2 separate regions of the Gossypium arboreum genome follow, and region 1 is linked to region 2. Evidence: chromatin contacts called from public Hi-C data. All regions are on one chromosome and are shown on one strand. The core of a region is the stretch at or near the end of the contact, and the rest is flanking DNA. Distances in the headings are between cores, read along the strand shown.

Region 1 (7,197 bases), core at 3,621-6,120, 270 kb before region 2:
TTCTGATAGATCTTGAGGGCTGCCCTCACTTTCCATTTCATTTAGGATCTGCTCTTTCAAATCTCGATCCATTGGCAATGAATGTTCAGGACTCTCAGCAGGAAAAGTAGATTCCGAAGTCATGCAAGTGTAGTTTGCTGAAAGTTTGTCCTCAGACCCAGGAATTTTAAGTAAATCAACATCATTGTTGCCAAAGTCTAATTCCAGTGTAGACTCCATTGCAATAATAGATGGTTCCTGAATCAGAGTGGCCATAGTTTCATGTCACTGTTTTAATTATAATTAGGGCATGCAAATACCATAAAATGTGAGATAGATCACGCAAAATGCAGGAAACATAGTACTAAATCTAGCAAGCACACTAGAGGAAAAAGGGTGCATATGAAAGCAACTGAAACAGGTGCATATGAAAGCAACTGAAACAAACATTTCGACCTCCGGGGAAAATTCAGATATCCAATGAAATTCGGACAAATAATGCATTAATGCCTTGGTATTTAAGTGTACATGCAATAAGAACACTTCATACTCAGTAAATCAATCACTCAGCCCTATGAAATCTTAATTATCCATAACTATATTAATTTGATTATCATATAATATAATCCAAGTTCAATTAGCTACTTCAACATGATTACTTGACTCAAAAATAGTATCATTGCTGGCATTAAAGGTTCTTTTATAAAAATAAGGCAAAAGAAAGAAAAAGAAAGATAACATCTGATATTTAACAAATTAAAGAAATTATTGAAGGCAAAACATGCAAAATATGGATAAGATTACTCTTCAAAGAAGTATGTCAATTCAGCCACATGAGGTAATTTAAACAAATATAAGAAATTCCTTTGAAAACTTACCTCCAGCTTATCATGTTCATCAATGGATGGTTCATCCGTAGATTTAGACAGCATCAGCTGTTTCTCCAATGCTGGTGGGTTTTCTCTAGAAGGCAGAGCTTGATAACTAGAGTTAAAAGGAATTCCCTCCAAATTCATATCATGGTCAACACCACAATCAATCTTTGAATCCGAATATATTGGTTGAACTTGACCCATTTCAGAGTCAGTTTTAAGCACCTCCCTGAGGTTAGCCTTTGAAGGGTTAACTTGAGCCACTGTTATGTGATAATATTCATCCTCTGTGGATGAACTTTCATCATTGTAAGGCATAGCCTGGTGAGTCAAAGCTGTGGAAGACAATTCCTCACCCTTATCATGGTGGGCTTCAACATCAAGACTTGCATCCAAGTTTGACAAATGCATTTGACAGCATTCAGTCTGGATGATTTCTTCCTTGGGCCTAGCACCACCCCCTACTAAGTTATGCTCTGATGAACTTGACGAATGTATTTCATATAGCTCAAGCAGAGTGTCTTCCTTTACAACTGCATGCCAATCTCCTGGTGCAGCCTCTGAAAATTCAACGGGGTTCATCAGATGCTGTTGTTCTTCTGGTAAACAATCCAAAATCTTACCCATTCCTTGCTCAGCAGCAAGACTCATCTCTGCACCAAGGCTCAATAAGTCCTCTTGATTCTGGATAAAGCTGTCTTCCTTTTTTGAGAAACTGTCCTCCAATCCTTCGTCAGAAGATGACGAGCCTGCATCTGTTGAAACATATTCAACCACAGATTTAGGCACCGGTGATACATTATGATCGGAAAAAGTGGAAGAAAACCCTGATGAACCAGCATATATACCATCATGCACACTGATCTCTGGTAGATCCCTTACCCTTGGTTCGTTTTCAAACAAATCCAAGGATGCTGCATGCATCTCTTGAAAACTAGAAGTACCCTGTTCTCTTGTTTCACCATGCCCTTCAGGTTCCTTATCAATTGACTCAACAAACATTGAGGGTGCACCCATTTCAGATGTCTCAGTTTGTGCCTCAGAAGATACAGATGAAAATGAGAGGATCTTCTCAACTGATGGACTTGAATCATAAACAGGTTCACTATGCTGATTATCATCCACCACCCTAGTTGTAAAATGGAATTCTGATTCTTCAAATGATGGTTGTATGGATATGGAAGATTCTTTAATTTCATGACCTCTCGGTTCAAAACCTGCAGCTCCTACTCCAGTTAAATCAGATATCTTTTCATCTATTTCTGATAGCGATGACAAAATGAACCTACTGCTAAAATCCTCGTCAACTGGCCCTGTTCTGGGATAAATGTCACTTGGATTGAGTTCTACATGAGTAGTTGCTCCAGCTTCAGAAAAATTTGATTCTGTCAGTCATATTGAATTGCACATGAGCAGTTGCTCCAGCTTCAGGAAAATCTGATTCTGTTTCCATCTGACTTTCTCCATCTCCGAGTGTGATCCCAACCACAGCAAGGTGAACACCTCTATTCTCAACTTGATCAACACCTGCAAGCTCAACATCCCCAGACGATATGCTCTCTTGTTCATCATGGAAAGAAACATGATCTTCATTTGTGACCAGTTCAGTTTCTTGAGAAATGTCTTGCTCATATGACTTGTCCTCCTCATCCACAACTGAACTCACTGATTCAGTATCAGGAACAGAACTCAACTTCGACTCACTAACTTCACTTGACTGCCTATGGAATGAAGAAGAGCTAGATCCTTCAGTTACTAAGTGCTCTGGGACAAAATATGGTTTCCACTTAAGCTCTTGCTGAGGAAAACCTAAAGATGCTGGTCCCACATTGAAGCTTTCATGTCTTCGTAAGAAGGCTTCTCTTTGGGGAACTGTTTCCCTTTGATTAAAACCAGCAAACTCCTCCTGGAAACTATCTCCTTTAAGATCAGGTTTTTCCTCGCTCGAGTCGTAAGGAAGATCAAAAGGGTTTCTTCTTGGCTGCAAAATAGTCGGAGCTGACGCCGGAATGGGCGGTAACCCTAGGTCAGCATAGGAATCATATGGAAATTCAAATGGATTATGTCTTGTTGTAGAAATTGGTGTAATGTTTAAGGGAATATTAGCACTATTCACGTCCATCAGATTCTTCTCAATCATCAATCTCATGTTTTTACGGGCTCTTCTCCTTGCAATAAGATTATCCAATCGTTGGTTTCTTTCGAGCTCTGAAGTCCCCAAATCCATGAGATTCTTTTGATCATCCTCTGTCCATTTGATTGCGGATTTACTTTCATCCTCTTTATCTTCCTTAGCTCCATCGCCCGCATCCTTCTCATCGTCGTCATCATCATCTTCCTCCCTTTGGTTTTCTAACTCATCGGACTCAACAATTTCATCATTATTACTATCATGAGACCTCTTTGAGATGGCATCTGAACCATTATCAGAAAACTGAGCTGGTTGTGGAGCTCCAGAGCCCAAAAGCGGATCCAATTCATCAAGCATCGGAATTATATCAGCCATTGAAGCATCAGGAGAGGAACTCTCAGCACCATCAGAACCAAAATCCAACGATTCATCATCACCATCATCCTCATTGTCCACAGCATATTTCCAAGAGAACACCAGAGAATCGAATTCATCATCCCTTTGTTCATCACTGAGATCTTCTCTGAGTTTGCAATCCTCCACTTCAAGATTCCTATCTCCTACTGTATCCGTCAAAACATGATGATCATCCGATGCCTGCACCATACTCAACTGGCCTTCACTTCCTAGAATCTCCTCCTGGATTTCCCTCTTCTTCTCCACCAACGAATCATTCAATGATCCCTCTACCTCATCAATCACCCCATTCTCACAATGAATATCCCTAGAATCCAAATCGTCATCCACCAACAGCTTATAACGAACTGAACCATCATCTTCCTCGACTTCACCAACCTCATTATCGACCAAATTAACTTTCTCCTCAGCATTCTTGACTATACCCCACCTCTCCCCTACATGTCTTTCTTCAACAAAATCATCACCACCTACATATCTCTCCACAACAGTATTGTGCTCAGTAGCCCTGGTTTTCAATTCTGGAATATGATGGCTAGCTTTCTCTTCTTCTTCCTTTTCATTGATTTCAGGTATGTATGGTGACCCAAAACTCAATAGTGTACCAAGTAAAACAGCAGTGCAGACCAAAACAGGAGATGCAGTAACCAAAGCAGAAAATAACAAAGGAAATGAGGTATACAAAAGCATCAAAAAGCAAACCAACCCCAAAAAAAATGGATGATTCCAAACTGATCTATAACATATTTTAACTGATATCACCATTAATTTCCTAACTCTAACTCCAAATTCCAATCTTTGAGTTCCCATCTCTCACTATAATGATAAACTTTTTATCTCCTTGACTTCCAAACTGTTAAGAAAAAAAGAACCAGTTCAAAAAAAAAAAAAACAATTGGATCCAAAAGAAACAAATATATTATAAAATTTATGAATGAACTCACCTTAGAGATAGAATTAAATGAAAGACAGAGCAATCAAACTAAGATCAACCCAATAGCTAAAGAGCACAATTAAGAGTTCTCCAGTGATGAAACTGACAAAAAAAAATCAAAATAAAATTTTAAACAGAGCTGAATCACGTAAAATTGAAAGCTTCAAGCAAGAGATAAAAACTCAACAATACCTGGAAAAACCCAGAAACCCCGAGGATTTTAATACTTGGGAAATTGAAACTGAAGGCAACTCTGAAAAATCTTAAATACAAAGAAATCATTAATTAAATTTCAGCTTTGTTTTTTTTTTCTCTTTATTTATTTTTTTGCTTACTTATTAAAACAGCTATGAAGTAGTGATGGTGTCACTCTCTCTCTCTCTCTCACATTTGTTTATTAAGTAGTTTTGCAGAGAATAGAAAGGAAATGTGGGGTGGCACAAAAAGAAGATCAAGAAAGTGAGTGATCGAAAACGGAAAGGAAAGACGCTTTCTACTTCCTAATATCATTATTACTACGTGTATATGTGGGTAACGTAAGACATGTTATCTAAAATTTATTTAATAATTATTATAGGTGCTAGTAAAGAAGTTATGATGCACCTGAAATTCTATTCTATTTAAAATATAAATTTGTATTTAAAATAATATATAAAATATGTACAATATTAAGATAAAAATTAAATTAAATTATAAATAAAATAAAATTTAAACACATAAATATATTATATTAAGATTACTAAATGTATTCGATTAAAATATATAAATAAATTGAAATAAAATCTTGATTGCTTGGTAAATTTAAGTATGGATACAAGTCCCGTTATATGCATAATTTTTATTCTTTTTTAATTAAAAAGATTAAAATACACTCCAATAATATAATTTGGTTTAAATATAGAAGGTCATTTCTGTAATTTCTCTAATCAAGTTGGTGTCGAGTTGACTCGTGAGACCAACTCAATTAGAGATTTTATTAATAATATAGATACAATTGATGGATGTAATAAAGTGTAGGTCAAATTTTGTTATTAGAACTTGTACTTTGTGTAAATTGTGGATTTAGTACATGTACTTTAATTTAATTAATTTTAGTCCTTATACTTTTTTCGAATTTTAAAATTTAGTCTGACGTAATGGTAATAGTTAAATCTATTTTGTTAAATTATGCCATTAGTATAGTATTATGCGTAAAGTTATAAATTTAGTCCATGTTCACTAATTAGATCATTCTTAATGGCTATATGTTTTGAATTTCAAAATTTTAGTATTAATGCAAACAACAATCGCTAAATCTATTAATTGATTTTTTGTTAGTAATATGTAAAAACAAAAACAAAAAATATATAGCATTTCACATGTGATAATATATTTGACACATCAAATTTTAAAATAACATAACTTTATGGATTTAATAATTATCATTTAGTTAGGACTAAAATTTTCAAATCTAAAAGTATAAAGACCGAAAATAACCAAATTAAAGTATAAGTATTAAATCCACAACTTGAGCAAAGTATAGGATCTAATATCGAATTTAACCTAAAGTGCATAATAAAAATAAAATGTGTAAAAATATTAAAATCAAACTTTGGTTAAGTGGTTAATTTAAAATTTTGCTAACTTAATTGACATATGTTCAAATCTCATCATATGCATATTTTTATTGATTTTTTAGTGAATAGAGTTTTGCTCACCCCTAAATATAAATATACAATTGATGGAGGTAATAAAATACTTATAACAAAATTAAAATGAATAAAAAGTATTAAAATAAAACTTCAGTTGACTGGTAAATTTAATGATTTGCTAACTTAATTAACATATGTTTAAATCCCATCATATGCATATTTTTATTGTTTTTAAATAAAAATACTAAAATACCCTCAAATAATATAATTTACTTTAAATGCGAATGAACATTAAAATAATTTTTTCGACTAATTTAAGACTCAATTAATGGGTGACACCAACTCTATAAAGAGCTTTATAAATAGTATAGATATATGAATGTGATTAAACATTTGTTGAATCTTTACCTAGGTGTTTTTACTTTATTTTATTTAAAAATTAGATTTTGTTTTGGGTGAAAGGAAAGAATATTTTCTTTTAAATATTATTTAATAATGAATATAGGTAGGTGATAATAAATTTATGTTTTAATTTTTTATGAACACGTACTCATGATTAAAATTTTCATTTTAATTATTTTATTTAAAGATATATAAAAATATGAAAAAATAAATGTGTCATCATAATAATTTTAATTATAATTTGTAAGAAATGATATTTTTACAATTTTATAGTCCAATTAAGGGTAACATCAACTCAAGAAATTATTTAAATATAGTATAGATAACATAAAAGTATAATATTAGTTATCATTTAAAAGAAATGGTGTATTAGTATTTTCTCAATTAATTACCAAGATAGTTAGTGGCATCGGTGGATGCATCGTTTTTCTATTGGAACTAATGGGTATCGATACTAATTTGTTTTGGAGTATTGTTTAGGATTTATCCGTATTCTTAAAAATATAATAAAAATATCAAATGAATAAAATTAAATAAATTTCAAGTACAAAATATCATCGGTTATATAAAATATTTATCAATAAATTTGCTAATAAAACTCTATCATTCGACAAATCCGAATAAAGAAAAAATATCTTATATACATTAAACAATAAGATTACCCCAAAAAAACATCTCATACTAAAATGGAAGAATAATTATTTTGTCCACTGTAGGTAGAATAAAAACCCACAAGTAGGATTAAGATGATGCCAAGTATTTTTTAATTATTTAATTATTATTTTATAATACCCTAAAACAAATAACATTAACCTGACCTATTTGTGGAGT
Region 2 (7,436 bases), core at 3,139-5,638:
AATTACAAAATTCAAAAACTCGTTTTACATACGAGGGAGTAAGATGAGAAGAGAAATACAAAAGAATAGTAGTAAGGCACGACACGCAGGCCGTATTTATAAAATTACAACCTTTTATCAAATGGGTCATCGGGCTATAACTATGCATTTCAAACACCGTGCATTTCAAAAATAACATATATCATTCAACGTTTTTGTCAAGTAAAATATTAAAATATCCTTTCAACCTTTTTATGGCCCATTAAGTTTTATTTATTACAAAACATACTGGAAGATGATGGAGGTGCGGGGGTAGAGCCCCCGCGGTACGAACCGCATACCCTAGTCGAATGAAACCTCATGATTTGATAACTTTTATCAACAGAATCGTATTTTTAGGATTTTAATCCTTGAGGTTTCATACCTGAACAACCCTTTGTTCTATTGGCCAGTAAACTCTAACTGGAAATTGTAAAATCACCGCTACATTATAACAGATTTATTAAATTTTACAGCAATAACATAAAATCGAATAGGGCATAACACCATGATTAACATTTAATCACTTATCGAAAGGAACAGTTATCAGATTCTGCTTAAACGATTTAAACAGAAAAACATAATAAAATTGAAACATGCATCTCATACAATTGCATCACCCAAGTATTTAAACCCGAGTCCGATCACACAAGTGGCTCTGATACCACTGTTGGAACGCCGGTGCCTCCAAGGCGCAGGGGAAAAATAAAATAATTAAAAATATTCCGGCGATCCAAACCATGGATCCATGTGTAAGGAACGTATCGAGGTGATAAAAGGTTTCGAAATTACCGAAACTTCAATCTGAGTAGATAGCGCCGCCTAGGCAACGGGAATCCTGAACCACTATCGAACCAAGCTGCAACCTTTCCGATGTCGGCCTCTACGTAGTCCACCCAGTTGACAATGAACGGTAGAAAAATCTCAGAAACTATTTCAGTGATTTTTATGCTTGATGGCTGCTAGACCCTTTAGCATAGTTTCGAGCTTATTTATATATTATCTTTTTAAGGTTTTTTACCCTTGCCATATATAACACCCTTTTAATTGGTATATCTTTTTAATGAATATTAATTCATTAAAATTAATCAACATAATAGTCATCATTAAAATAAATACAAAATGTTTAACCGAAAATTATAATTACATTAATTATAATAAAGATTTCGGTAAACTATATTTATTTAAACTTATATAAGAACCAAATTCATCTGACAATCAGAATACAATACCAACTATGTTTTAATCCGTTCATTTCAACCATAGGGTGTGACCCTATAGGTTCTTGTAACGTTAGCAGTAATATTAGAATGATTCTAATGTTACAAACAATGAGTGGCATCTAGCAATGCATCATTGCTACCTAAGTTACGAGAAGTCATGATTCGACATAACCTTTTGTAATTAACCTTTCATGCATTAATCCTTAAGTCCTATATCTTTGGAATGGACACAAGTCATGGAATAGTCACACTTGCATAGTCCATCCCATGTTTCTTGATACCTTAAGTGAACTATGATACACAAATAAGTATGACATCCCATATCAACTTATTTGAGCATGGCCATGCATTTCTAGTCTCACTCAATCAAGTGGCCTAAGATATTATTCCCATTATGTAGGAGGGACTTATCCTATATTGATCAACCATATCCCTCTACATAGATTGTGGTATATCCAACATTAGTCTTTATAGAACAACCGAGCCACGATGTTCGTTTGACTATATCAAAATATACAACTCACGATGTTGGGATAATGATGATCTCAAGTATGAGGATCATATACATATTAATCACTATGAGTAATGTTGTGACAATTACATAATAATCCAAGAAACATACTCATAGCGAGTCAGGTCCAATATGTTGTTCTCTAACACACATATTCATGCATTGATTTTGACACTCCATATCAATGACAACTCTTTATCATCAATCAACTACATGTTAGTCTTAATGCATTATTGTTGTCCTAGCCAACAATAATACTTGACTAAGGATCTTTTAAGAATAATCATATTATTCTCAGGACATTATTATAAAACAATTTATTTATGTACACAGAAAAGAAACTGAAATAATAATGGCAACGCCTTATATCAATAAACATGATAAATCAAGTATGTTATTACAACCATCTCGTGATTGATCTTTGGGCATACTCTTACAGAATGCACATAAGAAAGTTATGCTTATGAGACTTAATGACATTTATGAAACTTTACCTTATTTTAATTGTATGATTTATGTTGCTTATTATTTGCATGTGAACTTACTAAGCTTTAAAGCTTACCCCATTTTTTTTTCTTTTCTTATAGTGTCGCCAAGCTAGTTTGGGGATCGGAGAACGCCGGAGTTTTCGATCACACTATCAATTGAATAATTGGGTATAGCTAGTCTTAACATTTTGAGTATGGCATGTATAGGGACTTAGTTTTTTTGTTATGTGTCATATTGATTAGCCAAATGTGTTGGCTCATTATGGTATTATGATTCATTTTGTATATGGCCATGAGAGGTGGCTCATATTGATTATTTGGGTTGTAACCCTAATTAGTTATGCATGCATGTAAGTGTGTTTGTCCTTGTTGTGATTGTTTGTGATTAATGTGTATGACAATAAATGTGGTATAATGATGAATAGATATGAAATTGGTGTGAACTGCCATATGAAAGCCTAATGGTTTAAGTATGTGATATGTTGACACTACCAAGTTATAAATTAACCATGTATGTGAATGCTTGACTAACTCAAGGTGTCATGTTGCATGCCATGAAGGTAGTGTAGGTGGGTGAGTGTTCAAGGGTGGCAAATGGCTTGGAAAATAGCCTAGAAATTGTCCACATGGACATGTTTCTAGGCCGTGTGAGACACACGATCTACCCCATGGGCGTGTGATCCGGCCGTGTGTCTCCTGCACCCTAATTAATGCAAAATAGAATGCCCAGTAGTAAACACACTGGCAGAGACACGGCCGTGTGTCTTAGTCGTGTGGAGGACACGGCCTTAGGCATAAGCGTGTACCCAAGCTGTGTGAAGTCTGCACTTAATTTTGAGAATTCAATTCGCCACATGGCCTAAGCACACTGGCGTGTGCTGTTACATTATGGACCCTTTGGTACACCCATAATTAGTTAGTGTATGAGGGTACACACTAGGGAGTGGGAAAATTGGTGGTCTTCATTCGCAGTTACTGTGTGGAACTAGCAATTGTATTATAGACTCTTTGGTATACCAATAATAAGTTAGTGTATGAGGGTACACACCAGGGAGTGGGGGAATTAGTGGTCTTCATTCGCGGTTACTGTGTAGAACTAGCAGCTTTGACTACTATTTCTCTTCGTTCGAACTTGAGTGCTCTCGTTAAATGGTCTCTTTCACTTTCTAACATGGTTAAGGTAAATGCGGATGTGAGTTTTGTCTTTGCACAAAGGAAATCATGTTCAGAAGTTATTATTTAGGATGAATTGGGCCAAATTTTAAGAGCATGCAACCAACTTACATGTTCTGTGTGGTCGGCGTTTGCTGCTGAAGCACTGGTAGTTGTTCACGGTCTTCGATTTGCTTATGAGATAGGTTTCCATTCAATAGTTTAGAAGGGGATTTTAAAGCTACCATTGAGAAATTAGTTGATACGGTAGAGGATCTATTGGAGATTAGTGCATTAACTTGGGAAGCCAAGGAGCTTTCAAAAGCACTCTATACTTGTCACTTTTAGTTTGTGGGTAGATATGGGAATAGGGTCACGCATGCAATGGCTCGTGATAGGTTACAGAGAGGCGAAGATCAGTTTTGGGTGGAGGAAGCTCTTGATTCAGTTGTTCTGCTGCTAATGAAGATCGTCGCCTCATAGACCTCCCTTAATTTTTGTAGGGCGTCTGTCCTTTGGGGCTTCTTCTTCAACTTTTGCCCTATGTTTGGCTATTTGGTTTTCCAATAAAGTGACCGATTTTTCATAAAAAAAAATAGATGCTAAATACTAGAAATGTTTAAAATGTTTTGTAAACTGTGAATTAGAATTACTTTAAAGTAATATAGATTCATATGAAATGTATATTTATATATTGAAAAATAAATTGAAAGATTGAATTTGTTATTAGGCCAATAATTAAAGCCCATGTTAGACTTCAATTACTGAGTTAACGAAATTAATGGAAGAGTGGTTAAAATATTTAATTTTAAAAAAAAAATTGTGATTAAATTGAAAAGAATAATAGTTGGGTGCTAAAAACATAACCAAGTGTACAATTATGTGACTTTTCTTGCAATTACTCCAAGTCTAAATGGGTGGAATATTCTAAACCCAGCAACGCCGAAGAGAGGCAGGCAATCCATTGTCACAAAGGCCATTAAAGGCCGGGTTTCTTAGCCCACATATAAGACATGGATGGATCGGTTTTACCCTCCCCCAAGTCCAAAATCCAACACTAGGAGGAAAATTAAAAAAAGGTTAATCTTTCTTACGGAAGACATCAATAAAGGTTTTTAAGCAACAATGAAGCTTTTAGAAGTGAGATTATTATTATAATTATTATCCAAACAGAGGACAGCAAGAACACGCTATCTCTCAGATTATTCCAGGCAATCTTGCACCACCGCCTTGAAGGAAGACCAGTTAAGCCAAGAGTGAGATATTATTATTTACATAAATACTGAATTAATATATTTTATGTATAAATATGAGGAATACCGATGGGTCTGTTCGCATCAATGCTATGCCCAAAGTGAACGACTGACTGGGAATTTTCTGCAATTCAGGACTTGATAATTTCCTTTGGGTAATTTCAAATTTGATAAAAGAAATTCCATTGAAGAAGTAAACCTGGGGAGTGAAGAAGGCTCCAGATTACGGCCGTGCTTGTATTGCGCTGATTGGCTGCTTCGTTACTGGCATTTGATTTTCCGTAATAAAATGGAATCGCCTGCCGATTCTTCCCCGATTAGGCCCCGTGATCGAGTCGTACGGGTATGTTCACTGTTCTTTTTTTTTCCCTCTGATTATTCAATTAGGTGAAAATGTGAAAATGTTGAAGTTTTATTTTATTTTATTATTCTTTGTTTTTTTTTTCTAATTATACCTTGTGGATTTGTTAATATTGGATTGAATTGCTGAAAAGAACTATTGATTTTGTAATCAGAGGTTAGCTGCTTTAGGGATTCCAATGGAGTACCTTGAGAAGCGTTATGAGGGGATAATTGATTTTGTTAATGGTAATGGATTATTGTTGCCACAGATAGTTTCCGCACTCTTACCTACAGATGAGGATGTGGCTGAGTCAATACAAGATGCTAGTTTAAGGTCTAAGAAATGGATGTGCCTAAGTATGAAAAATCAATTTCGTGAGAGTATGGTTTGGTTGCAGTGGCTGATGTTTCAGGGTGAACCGACAAACACTTTGAAAAACCTAGAGGACTCGAGTGTTGAACAACGCGGTGTTTGTGGTGCAGTTTGGGGATCGAATGACATTGCATATAGGTGCCGGACATGTGAGCATGATCCAACTTGTGCTATTTGTGTTCCCTGTTTCCAGAATGGGAATCACAAGGATCATGACTATACGATTATCTATACCGGTGGCGGTTGCTGTGATTGTGGGGATGAAACGGCATGGAAACAGGAGGGGTTCTGCACGAAGCATAAAGGTTCTGAACAGATTCGACCACTCGATGATAACTTAGCAAACTCTGTTGGTCCAGTGCTTGATGCACTCTTTATTTGTTGGAAAAACAAGCTATTGGCAGCAGAATGTATATTTCAGGAGAATATGAGAGCAACTGACTGTGGTGCCAAGCAGAGGAAGGCTGCAAATGAGCTTACTTATGTGGTTGTTGAGATGCTTATAGAATTTTGCAAGTGTAGTGACAGTTTGCTTAGTTTTATAGCTAGGAGTGTAATTTCTCTAGATGGTTTATTGGATATTCTGGTTAGAGCAGAGAGGTTCTTTGGTGATGGTGTCGTGAAGAAGCTCCATGAACTGCTGCTGAAATTGCTGGCAGAGCCTATCTTCAAAAATGAATTTTCTAAAGCATTTTTAGGTTACTACCCAACTGTTATACATGAAGCCATAAAAGAGGGAAGTGACAGCATTTTCAATAAGAAATACCCACTGATCTCAACTTTCTCTGTACAAATATTCACAGTGCCAACACTAACTCCTCGTCTTGTGAAGGAGATGAACCTATTGGACATGCTACTGAAATGCTTGGAAAACATTTTTCTTTCTTGCGCTCGAGAAGATGGTCGTTTGCTGGTAATTTCTATTATTCTTGATTCCTTTTGTGTACTAGGCCAAAATTACTTGAGGACAAATGATTTGGGCATTGAAAAGAGAATAGAGCCTGAGATTTGCTCACATTGTATGTCCATTTGGTTATAGGAATGAAAACAATAACTCCTGAAAGCAGTTATTGAAAAATTTATTTTACTAGTAATGCGTTAGAAGTTTTACAGTCTATGTAAGTCTTTTTGTTTTGTTCTTTTGCAGGCTGCTAAGTGGGGAAGTTTGTATGATACCACTAACCGTGTAATTGAAGACATCCGGGTTGTTATGAGCCATGATGTAGTCTCCAGATATGCAATCCATGAACAGAAGGACTTCTTAAGAGCTTGGCTAAAGCTTTTGACTTTTGTGCAAGGGATGAACCCTATTAAGAGGGAAACTGGCCTCCATATTGAAGAAGAAAATGAGGCTATGCATTTGCTTTTTGTTTTAAGCCATTCTATTGCCAATATTCACTCCCTTCTGGTAGATGGTGCATTTTCTGTTGCCACAAATGAAGGGGCAAGCTGTCTTCCTTACGTTTATATGCAAGATGTGGATGATGGAGATAGCATAAGACATGCAAAAGTAGGAAGGCTCTCCCAAGAGAGTTCTGTTTGTAGTGTAACAGGAAGGAGTGTTTCAAAGGCTACTGAAATAGGATCTGATTCCATATATCATTCAATTCCCTCCACTGTCATCTGGTTAATACAGGAGTGCTTGAGGGCTTTGGAGACTTGGTTGGAAGTTGATGGCGGGACCCCTGCTGCTCTTCAGAGTTTATCTTCTTCAAATAGTAGTGGCATTTCTGATAGCAATTTTTTGGCAATAAAGAAAACCTTGTACAACATTAAGAAAGGCAAATATTTTGGGAAGCTAACTGGTTCAAGTGAAAATCAGAGCTCACAATGTTCTTCACCTGTATATAGTGGAAATCGAGCAAGTGATGAAATGGAGATTGCTAAAAATATAGGCTCTGAGAGTACAAGCTCTTCAGCTGAAATTGATCCTGTTGCATGCGATTATATGGGTTTGGATGTCAGTGCCATGGAGACAGACAGTGGCATAGGAGTAGCGACTCTACATGTTTTGAGTTTAAGGGAATGGCCAGATATCATTTATGATGTTAGTTCACAAGAGATATCTGTTCACGT

Evidence for each region. A called contact is a pair of places that touch in the nucleus more often than the background predicts.
Region 1: a contact with region 2 is called in a Hi-C map of leaf, with 4 times the contacts expected there. The contact joins the promoter of LOC108464790 here to the promoter of LOC108464792 in region 2. A contact is called at or near these places in 2 of 5 Hi-C or Micro-C datasets (both in leaf).

Annotation. Positions count from the first base shown.
Region 1 is chr13:79,597,647-79,604,843 of ASM2569848v2, reverse strand. LOC108464790 reads right to left here and starts at 4,870. Exons shown (of 5, transcript XM_053024319.1): 1 at 4,526-4,870; 2 at 4,344-4,435; 3 at 2,229-4,252; 4 at 858-2,227; 5 at 1-237. The coding sequence starts at 4,209.
Region 2 is chr13:79,331,688-79,339,123 of ASM2569848v2, reverse strand. LOC108464792 (E3 ubiquitin-protein ligase PRT6-like) reads left to right here and starts at 4,388. Exons shown (of 18, transcript XM_017765064.2): 1 at 4,388-4,636; 2 at 4,781-4,988; 3 at 5,161-6,273; 4 at 6,508-7,436. The coding sequence starts at 4,935.